Linked DNA regions of Muntiacus reevesi: region 1 is linked to region 2. Evidence: chromatin contacts called from public Hi-C data. All regions are on one chromosome and are shown on one strand. Each heading gives the region's core, a stretch centred on a gene start, on an enhancer-like site or on the middle of the called end of the contact. The rest is flanking DNA. Distances are from core to core; before and after follow the strand shown. Region 1 holds the start of CUTA (cutA divalent cation tolerance homolog). Region 2 holds the start of RPS18 (ribosomal protein S18).

The links. Hi-C and Micro-C count contacts between places; a contact is called where the count stands out from the background.
Region 1: a Hi-C map of blood shows a contact between it and region 2, with 4 times the contacts expected there. The contact joins the promoter of CUTA here to the promoter of RPS18 in region 2. A contact is called at or near these places in 2 of 3 Hi-C or Micro-C datasets (blood and muscle).

Annotation. Positions count from the first base shown.
Region 1 is chr20:9,692,988-9,697,763 of mMunRee1.1, reverse strand. CUTA (cutA divalent cation tolerance homolog) reads left to right here and starts at 2,991. Exons shown (of 6, transcript XM_065912529.1): 1 at 2,991-3,103; 2 at 3,493-3,701; 3 at 3,846-3,905; 4 at 4,016-4,061; 5 at 4,190-4,239; 6 at 4,354-4,573. The coding sequence starts at 3,520. The coding sequence ends at 4,483. It overlaps PHF1 (PHD finger protein 1), which reads right to left. Exons shown (of 15, transcript XM_065913006.1): 15 at 4,667-4,776. It overlaps SYNGAP1 (synaptic Ras GTPase activating protein 1), which reads right to left and starts at 844. Exons shown (of 19, transcript XM_065912599.1): 1 at 778-844. The coding sequence starts at 844.
Region 2 is chr20:9,560,737-9,565,568 of mMunRee1.1, reverse strand. It overlaps RPS18 (ribosomal protein S18), which reads right to left and starts at 2,596. Exons shown (of 6, transcript XM_065912967.1): 1 at 2,537-2,596; 2 at 1,966-2,064. The coding sequence starts at 2,539. It overlaps VPS52 (VPS52 subunit of GARP complex), which reads left to right and starts at 2,728. Exons shown (of 20, transcript XM_065912998.1): 1 at 2,728-3,038; 2 at 3,835-3,919; 3 at 4,072-4,124; 4 at 4,302-4,377; 5 at 4,571-4,638. The coding sequence starts at 2,949.

The DNA.
Region 1 (4,776 bases), core at 1,742-4,241, 130 kb before region 2:
TAAGACCCCAGGGATTACGTTTCAATGCTCAAGGGCCTTAATGAGGGCCTGAATCTGGGGCAGGGTCTTCATCTGCCCCCTACTCCCAGCACTCAGTTTTACTTGTATTGCCCCCCTCCCCCCCAAAAAACACATACCTAATTTGGCCCTCCCCCTGCCCTGATCCCTCCTCCCCCAAACCCATTCCCCATCCTCTCTCCTCTCTTCCCTCCATCTGGACCCTTCATTCCTCCCCCCCCCCCCACCACCACTGCCTCCCTCTCTCTCCATCTGGCCCCTTCTCCTCTCCTTCCATCTCCTGTCTTTTTCTACCCCCTACCATACTCTGAGACCCCACCAGATCCTACCCCCCATCTTCTTGGCTGCTTTTTTCACCCTTATGTTTTAATTTTCTTCATTTTCCCCTCCTAGTCCCTCTCCTAAGACTCTGTCCTTCTATTTTCTTGATATTTTCCTCATCTCTCAGCTCCCACCTCCAAATTATTTCTGCAGCTCTTCCCCCAACCCTACCCTTCTATCTTCCCACCTTCTCTGGCGATCTCTTTCCCCTCCATCGTTTTCCCTTCAGCCCCCTTCAAGGCCTGTTTCTTGGCCCCTCCGGTCCTTATTTACACCTATCCTCCAGTACCTCCTTCCCCACTGCTCCCATCCCTGCCTTCCTCTCTCCTTCCATTTCAGCTGCTCCCCTCCCTGGCCCCAGCTCTGCCCACCCCCCCCACCCCGCCCCTCCCCCCTTCTCCCCCCCAACTGGTGCTCCCCCTCCCCTCACCACCGTACCTCTGAAGGGGGCATAGGACATCGCGGGGATGCTCCCCCGATGGATGGAGGCGCGAGACCTGCTCATCAGGCCTGGGGGGGAGGGGGCGGGGGGGGGCCGGGGGAGAAAGAGAAGAGAGAAAGAGGGGGAGAGAGAGGGGGAGAAGGAGGAGGAGGTGGAGGAGGAGGAGGAGAGAGGAGGAGAGAGGAGCGGAGAGAGGCAGAGAGGAGGAGAGAGAGGAGGAGGAGGAGAAGAGGAGCCAACGACAGCAGCGGCAGCCGGGAGAGAGAGAGAGAGAGAGGGGGGCGGGGGAGCGAGCGAGAGGAGAGCAGGAGGAGGAGGAGAGAGAGTCCCTGCAGCCCCCACCCCTACTCAGTGAGAACCAGGGAGGCAGAGACCCCGACTCAAAACAGAGAGAAAGAGACTCAAGAAAGAGAGCGGTTCTAAAGATGCAGCCCCCAGACCCTGATTTCGGGAGTCTCCAGACCCACAAAGATACCTTGCCACCCGGAGGTGGGCGGGGGGGGGGGGGGGGGGTGGCGCAGGGGATAATCTGAGGCGCAAACCCTAAGTCTAGAGGAAAAGAGGCCCCAATCTCAGAAAACAGACCCCAGACCACCCTCCCAAGATGGGTCAAAGGTCAAAATCTGAGCATTCAGTCTCAAAAAGGTTCTTCATAGCCACAGAAATCTTAAGACACCAGACTTAAACAGTAATTTCAGGGACTGAGATCTAAGACCTAGACTCAAAGGAAAAGATGAGACCAGATTCATAAAGAATCCAGACCTGAAATTAGGTCTTTGAGAACTCAGACCCACTGAGAGATATCAGAGACCCCAGACTTAGATCTCAGAGAAAAGAAACTGCAGATTCAGAGGCTGATAACTCAAAGACAAAGGAACTCCAGACCTTGGTTGGGGGGGGGGGGGGGGGGTGAGGGGCAGAAGAGACACCCTGCTAGCCCAGAGATGAACTCAGGGATCCCAAATACATAAAAAAAGAATTTTTAATACCTCAGAGAGGGTGACTGCAGACCCAGAAACCTCCCCCCCCCAAACAAAAAACAAGGACACTCAGTCCTAAAAAAGACACAAATACCAAAAGACCCCATAGAGATCCCTCAGAGACAAACTCCAAAGACAGAGATCTCAGGGAGACCTCCAACCCCAGAGTGGTAGGTATGAGAGAACTCAGCCTGGGAAAGGCCCAGTTATACCTACCCAGCAGACCAGAGACCCCAGACCCAGGATGGAGGGGGAATACTGGGTAGGGAAAGTGGCAGAGCCTTTTTCTCCCTGCCTCCTCCCACCTATTTCTCCTCTCATTGGCCCCTCCATTTTTGGGTCACAGGATGTGCTTGGGCCCCAGGGAAGTTATGTAGGGCAGGTCCTGGCTCCTAGGGGGATGGGTTAAGGGAAGGAGACCCAAGGCTGAGAGGTAGACCTGACCCAGAGAGTGAAATAGGAAGGGGGTAAGGGACAAAAGATCCATCACTACTTCCTGGTGTCTTCTTCATACCCCCAACCTGCGGTCCTCCTCTCCCCCACGACCTCTATCGATTCACAAGTCTGTATGCAGTTTTGGGGCTTCGGTTAAGGCTGAGGCGCCCCCATTTTAATCAGTTTATCCCACTTACAGGGTCTTACTCCGTTCTTTTAAAATACATCTTTCCACCTAGCCGTGGTCTTGCCATACCCTGCCTGCCTAATCACTTCCCCCTATAACCAGAGACAGTTGGTTTCTCAGATTATACTTGAGCATTCCCCAACTCAAGAATCTGTCAGTCCTAATCAAAATGGCAGGGGGCGCTCTCTTCACCTCCCCCTCACTCCCCGAGGTTCAATCTCCTAAGACCCTGTCACTCCTTAAGACCTCAGGAACAGTATAGGGGCTGCTACTAGGCACATTCCGGGGTTTAAGGATGAGCCCCCACTCCACAACCTGACGCATCGACTCTGCGGGGTCTCCAGCCCCCCTTTCCCAGCGCCTGGGCTCTCATCATGTGGCCTGCGGGGCTGCCCCACGATTGGTCTCTTCGCGTAGTTCATTGAGGTACCACGGCCTGAGGAGACCCGCCCCCTCACGTGACAGTGGAACGCCGCTGCGGCTCTCCTCAGCCAGCAATTGGCCGTTTCCGGTTTACACGGAAACGGGCGCTCCACTTCCGTGCACGTCTGCAGAGCCGGGTGTTGATTGGTTGGATCCTTCTTCGCCCCTCCCGCCCCCGGAGGCGGGACAAATCGGGCCACGTGGGGGCAAGGATTGGCCGGCTCTGGAGGTTAGGGTAGTCCGGCTTCTACTGTCACGTGGTCTGCGCTGTTTTCTTATCACGTGGCTGCTGCCCAGGTAAGAGGCCGCTCTTCCTGGCTTTGGGGTTCTTTCTCCGCGTAACGTGTGGTCTCTGATATTCAACCCTCCTCTACCAGCATAGGCTGCATGAGGCGGGGTCGGGCTCCCGCATTCCTGCTCGGCGGAGGGGTGAGTGACCGGCCCCGCCCCTTCCGGTCCTCGAAGCTTCGCCCATGACCCGTACCCCAAAACCCAGAGGTTGGCCTCCGAGGAGAGAGTGAAAACCGAGTCTTTGCCTTAAATTTTCCAAGCTTCTCTTGGTTTCAGGAATGTTTTCCTTCGGGATGCAGAAGAGGGAGGGCCTGAGTGTCTATCCAAGCGAAGTGTTCCCGGGGTGCAATTTCTTGGGGTATTTATGAGACACCGAATTCACCTCCTGCTCTCAGGCCGCTCTGCTCCTGTCGCTTCTTTGGATGCCGACACTGCTGCCTGTAGCCTCCCGCCTTCTGTTGCTACCCCGAGCCCTGCTGTCCATGGCTTCAGGAAGTCCCCCGACCCAGCCCTCGTCGGCCTCGGGCTCCGCCTATGTCCCCGGCTCGGTCTCTGCGGCCTTTGTCACCTGCCCCAACGAGAAGGTCGCCAAGGAGATCGCCAGGTGGGGACTTAAGTGTGAAGCGAGGAAAAGTGCTTATGAAGGGAGAGTTGGGGTAGCATCTCCCGCTGCTTCCGACTGTCTCTGGGCTGCCAGTGCAAAAATCCGGGTCATGGGGCCTTTAAATGGTGCTCTTTTCATCTTCAGGGCTGTGGTGGAGAAGCGCCTAGCAGCCTGCGTCAACCTCGTCCCTCAGATTACATCCATGTGAGTTAATTAGGGTTTGGGGGGTTAACCTAACTCAAAGGGCTGACTGGCAGTCTTTTACCTTGAGGGAAATCTTTGTTCACACAACACTCTCTCCCTGACCTTTTCAGCTATGAGTGGAAAGGAAAGATTGAAGAGGACAGTGAAGTGCTGATGGTGAGAAATGTTTCCTACCCGACAAAAACTTAATTCCCTGACCATTTACTTTGACCCCTATCCCTCATCCGAGATCCTGAAATCAACTTCACCCCCTCGATTCAGCCATGTTTGTCTTCACCCCTCAGATGATCAAAACCCAAAGTTCCTTGGTTCCAGCTCTGACAGATTTTGTTCGGTGAGAACTTTGACATGGGTAGAGGTGAGGGTGTATCCTGTGGGGTGAGCCTTCCTGGGCAGTCTGAGGGGATGAACTCCTTTGGGTAAGTCTGATCCCCCATTGTTCCCACAGGTCTGTGCACCCTTATGAAGTGGCCGAGGTGATTGCATTGCCTGTGGAGCAGGGGAACTCCCCATACCTGCAGTGGGTGCGCCAGGTTACAGAGTCAGTTCCTGACTCCAGCGCAGCGCCACTGGGATGAACCTTCGTTTCTGCCAGGGTTTCCCTCATAAATTTCAATGCTACCTTGTGATGACTGGACTCTTAATAAATCCCATTTTTAGTTCTTCCATTTTCCTTGTCAAAAAGTGAATTTGGTTGGGAAGATCAGAAGTGCTTCTAGTCCCTTTCTTCTCATTTTTTAGAATGACTCGGGGCTGCTAAGTTTGTTTATTTATCTTTATTTCAATGATACAGAGCCCAGGATCTGTTCTCCTCCCCTCCTCAGTCTCCATCCCCAGGGGTTAAATAATTTTAAAAAATATTTAAAAAGCT
Region 2 (4,832 bases), core at 1,347-3,846:
TTGATCTCCCTGCTGTCCAAGGGATTTTTCAGGAGTCCCTTGAATACATCAACAGGGGGCCAATAATTCTCTCCCTCCTACTTTTTAGTGTTTAAAACTTTTGATAAACAGGTTTTTTTTTTTTTAATTGATGTCAAGCTTTTTGAAAGCCCTATTTAGATACTGGTTTGCCAATTTTGAGAACCAGTAGGTATCGTTCAGTCATCATGACTAGTTCCAACCATGTTTCCGAACAATCCAGATGACCAGTTCTCATCCTGATTTAGAGGAAGGACCGTCTAACCTTAAGGAGTATTCATAGCAGAAGTGTACAGATGGAAAGAAAAGAAGGGATCATGGCATAGAAAAATCTTGCAGATGTGTTACCTCTTAGTAAACACCCTCTTCTGCTTATGTCACCTTTGATACCTCACCTTTCCCAATTAACTTTGCTCCTTTAATTTTTTGAGGAATCCCTCCTCCTACTCAGCCGCCACCCCCAGCAACTCCCTTCCAATTTCTAAGTATTACTCAACCCCACGTTCCAGATCATTAACAAAAGACCAGGCACCTCTAAGCTTTGGCTGTCTCACCAGAGAAGAGACAGCAAAAGCTAACTTTCCACAGTTAGCATCCTACCAACCATGCTCATCTTTTATTTTCACTATCTGACCTAAGATGCTAGCAATCTTTAAAAACAGAACAAGCAACCTCAGAGATACAGCAGGCTCAGTTCCAGACCACACCCAACAACACTGAAAAATAAAGAGAGCTACATGGTATTTTGGTTTCCCAGCACATGTAGTTACATAATCTATTAAGTGAGCAACAGCCTCTTAAGAAAACCTATACATACCTTAATCAAGATACTTTATTACTATGAAGTACTAACCATCATCTGAACTTTAAGCAAATCTAAATCTTCTTGCAATAGTAACAAAGGTCACTGATCACATATAACAAATACACTAGTGAAAACTTTTAAAGTATTTCATCAAAATATGACACACACACTATGTGAGCAAATGTTGAAAAACTGTCTTAAGAAGAGCTGCCACAGAAAAACACATTATCTGCAAAGGTCCATAAAATGAGGTGAGCCTGCACTGTATTTTTCCCTGCCTTACTAGTTTCACAGAAAAAGATGAAACGTACTATTTAAGAATGAAAGCCAGTGCTCCTTGAATTACAGAATGAAAAAGTAAATGTGACAAATCTCACAAAGCTGAAGAGGACTTGCTGTTTTAAACAAATTATTCATAAAATACTTATCATAATGTCTTCTGGGGATTCTAAGCAAGAAAGGCCTATCCTTGGCTCCAAGAAGTGTAAACATACTGGCAGAACACACTCAGTCATTTCCACAATTAAAAAATCTTTTTAAAGGATAACATCCCCGTCTGGAAGGCTAGGAGTTTATTAGGTTGGTTAAGGGAGATATCCAAGCCTGCCTTCACTGACATAGGTTTCTTCATACTTGGAATCTCTTGGCATTTCTACTCACCCTTCAAAGGTACTTACCCAACTTACCCATTTCCTAGGTGAAATCTCTTGGTTTGACCTGACACTACTCTTTGGCTTTTCTCACTTACTTTTTGGGACAAATGGGGCAAGGGGTTAAGAGGACTAGTTGCTCTCTTAATCATTCTTTTTTTTTTAACCTAGCAGACAAGGCGATCTGGTTGGGACTCCCCTCACCATGCCTCACTTTCAGCTCAGGTTGTTAACAACTCAAGTTCCATCTATAGTTTCTAGTCTTTACCCTGCTTGTGTGTTAGTCGCTCAGTCGTGTCTGATTCTGTACGACCCCATGGACTGTTGCCCCTCCAAGCTCCTGTCCATGGAATTCTCCAGGCAAGAATACTGGAGGAGATTCTCCAGGGGATCTTCCCAACCCCAAGGATCAAACCCTGGTCTCCCATATTGCACGCAGATTCTATACCTTCTGAGCCACCAATGAAGCCATCAGTCCTTACCCTCCTTTACCTTAATTGCAGTGATGGCAAAGGCAATTTTCCGCCGCCCATCGATGTTGGTGTTGAGTACTCGCAATATGTGCTGGAACTTCTCAGGGATTACTAGAGACTGATAAGAGATTGAGGGAGAAATCAGACACAGTGAACTAGTATCAAACCGTAACCTCAAACACGAACGCTAAGCTTGTCACACAGGGAGCAAGAAACCCCCGTCAGGTCTTCACCACAGAACAAACTTCTGAGTCCTGCAGACAACAGGAACATGAGAAGTGTTCAGGCCTGGGAAAACGCAACCTGGGGTAAGAAGCGTGTCTCCTGCCCTTTCCCCAAGTACACTCTCAGTGGCGGAGACCGAGGTCCCCACACCCGCCCAAAGCGTTCTAGCGCCCGGGGAGGTACTTCCTCCGGCCCCAGTCCCCAGAACTCGATGTCTTTAGTCGTCCTTTTCCAGAAGCGCGATCCGAGGCTCCACCCAGAAAGTTGCAGGCCCCCAAGACAGGACATTTTCAACCCTCTGACAGCAAGACCTTCCCTGCCCCGGTCCCGATGTCGCTAGATCCCCGCAAGGATTCCACTCTTACCATGGCGGCGGCCCCAGCGGCGGCGTGCAGGCCTCCAGTGGAAGAGAAAACGGAAGTGACGTAACAGGCTTATATTGCGGTCAGACGGAAAGGGCGGGGCTATCTGCACAAGGAGCTTCCGGAAACTTCAAGATTCTGAATCGGACGCCACGACTTCCGGTGCGGGTTTTCTTTACTGTTCGTAAAGGTCTTGTGTGTGCGAGCAACAAAGGTTCCGGTTTGAAGATTGTGCTTAAGAATTTCACTTGTCATTTGCACTTGGGTGAAGCGGTTACAGCTGAAACAGGAAGACTGCAGGCAAACAAATATCTGGAAGCGATTTCGCGCCGTGCAAGACACTCCAGGGCCTGTAGTTCCATTCCGGGGAAAAGATTCGCCTGACTGACAGCTGCCGGAAGTGAGGCTGCGCGGAATGGCCGCCGCTGCGACCATGGCGGCCGCTGCTCGCGAGCTGGTGTTGCGGGCAGGGGCCTCAGATATGGAGGAGGAGGAGGGCCCGCTGGTGAGAAGCAGGGCTGTTTCTCCTTCAGAGTCTTGTCCAGTCTCCTCACGTCAGGAAGACCTGGGCTGGGTGTAGGCACAAGGGTGGGAACTCGCAGCTACCAGTGATGCTACCCGGCTTGGCTCTCCAAACGCCTCCTTGGGATCCGACCTGAACCTGAGCGGGGGTCAGCATGGCCGAGACTCTGGCTCTGGGGCCACAATTTCAGTTAACTTCCAGATGTTTGGGCAGAATAGAGAAGCAGTATAAAGTCTAGGAACATGGCTTCTGGAACCAGATTGCTTCGGTTCTAATTAAAGCCCTGCCACGTATGCTCTGTGTGACTTCGGGCAAGTTTAACTTGCCTCTCTATGCCCTTATTTCCACACCTATAAGGAGAAAAAACTAAGACCTACTATATATGTTGTGGGTTAGGATTGGGTGAATGAATATATGTAATATGGCACCTGGCAAGTAGGAAACTTGGGGCGCCCCAGAGGGATGGTGATAGAACATTTAAGGTAGCAGCAGTCTAGAGATCCTAAATTCACCTGAAAGTTCTAGTCTCCCTCTGCATCTCCTAATTTTTCTCATTTGGTTACCTTCACCCTTCGTGGGTTGCCTGTTCTCCTTGTCCCATTCCCTATCCATCAGCCCCAATTAGACTGAGACAATATGGAACTTTTGACATTTTGTGAACTCAGTATTTATACCTGTGATTCCCCAGTGAAAGTCCCTCTTCTCCACTCGAAGCATTGGTGACTATTCCATTATATTTTGTTCTCCTTCCCTTTCCCATTAACCTGTTCCTCTCCAGGGGGGTGGTCCAGGTCTTCAGGAGCCATTGCAGATTGGAGAGTTGGACATCACCTCTGATGAATTCATCCTGGATGAAGTGGATGGTAAGTGATGGCAGGAGGCGGGGGGTATGTGGTCCTGTAACCTGAGAGGCTGAGCTTTGCAAGTACTAAGGCAGGGACTGGTGTGCGGATGTTCAGTGTGGAGACAGAGCTGTAGAACTAGCTGAACCTTTGTGATGAACTTCTATTTGCAGTTCACATTCAGGCGAATCTGGAGGATGAGTTAGTAAAGGAAGCTCTTAAAACGGTGAGGCTTTCCAGCGTACTAATCTGCCCCTCCATGAACCCTCCCCTTAAAGGAAAGAAGAAAGTCCTTTGCACTCCTAGTATCACCCTGGTGTCTTTTTCTCTAGTCCTTCATTGACTTTGTTTCAGTGTCCCTTCACTGACTTCCTCCTGACCCTCTCACGTTCTGTTCTCCCAGGGTGTGGATCTTCGTCACTATTCAAAGCAGGTTGAGCTGGAGCTACAGCAGATTGAGCAGAAATCCATTCGGGATTGTATCCTCCAGCAGAGGAGAGGGGTGCTGTTATTAAAATGGGCATTTTGTGGGGGTATGGTGCTGACAGCCCAGCCGGGGCTGCCATATTCTCTCTGAGGTTTCTGTCACCTCAGGGAGAAATTGGAGCGGTCCTGCGGAAGTCAGAGAATCTCCATTTCCACAGTGAGGCCCCTTGACTTGTTGTGAGTCAGATATCCAAGAGAGTGAGAACATAGCATCTCTGCACAATCAGATCACAGCCTGCGATGCTGTCCTTGAGGTTAGTAACCATGCCGTGGGACCCCTCATGTCCCTAAGCGCAGATCATGGTCTTTAGGATCATTCTTTAAGCCATCTTCCTCAGGAAGGGACAGTTAGAGACGTTTTCAGGATGATCTCAGCAACCTTTTTTGTTGTTGCTGCCATGACTAACATTGTTATTTGCCTTTGGGGTACCTCTTTCCTTATCATCCA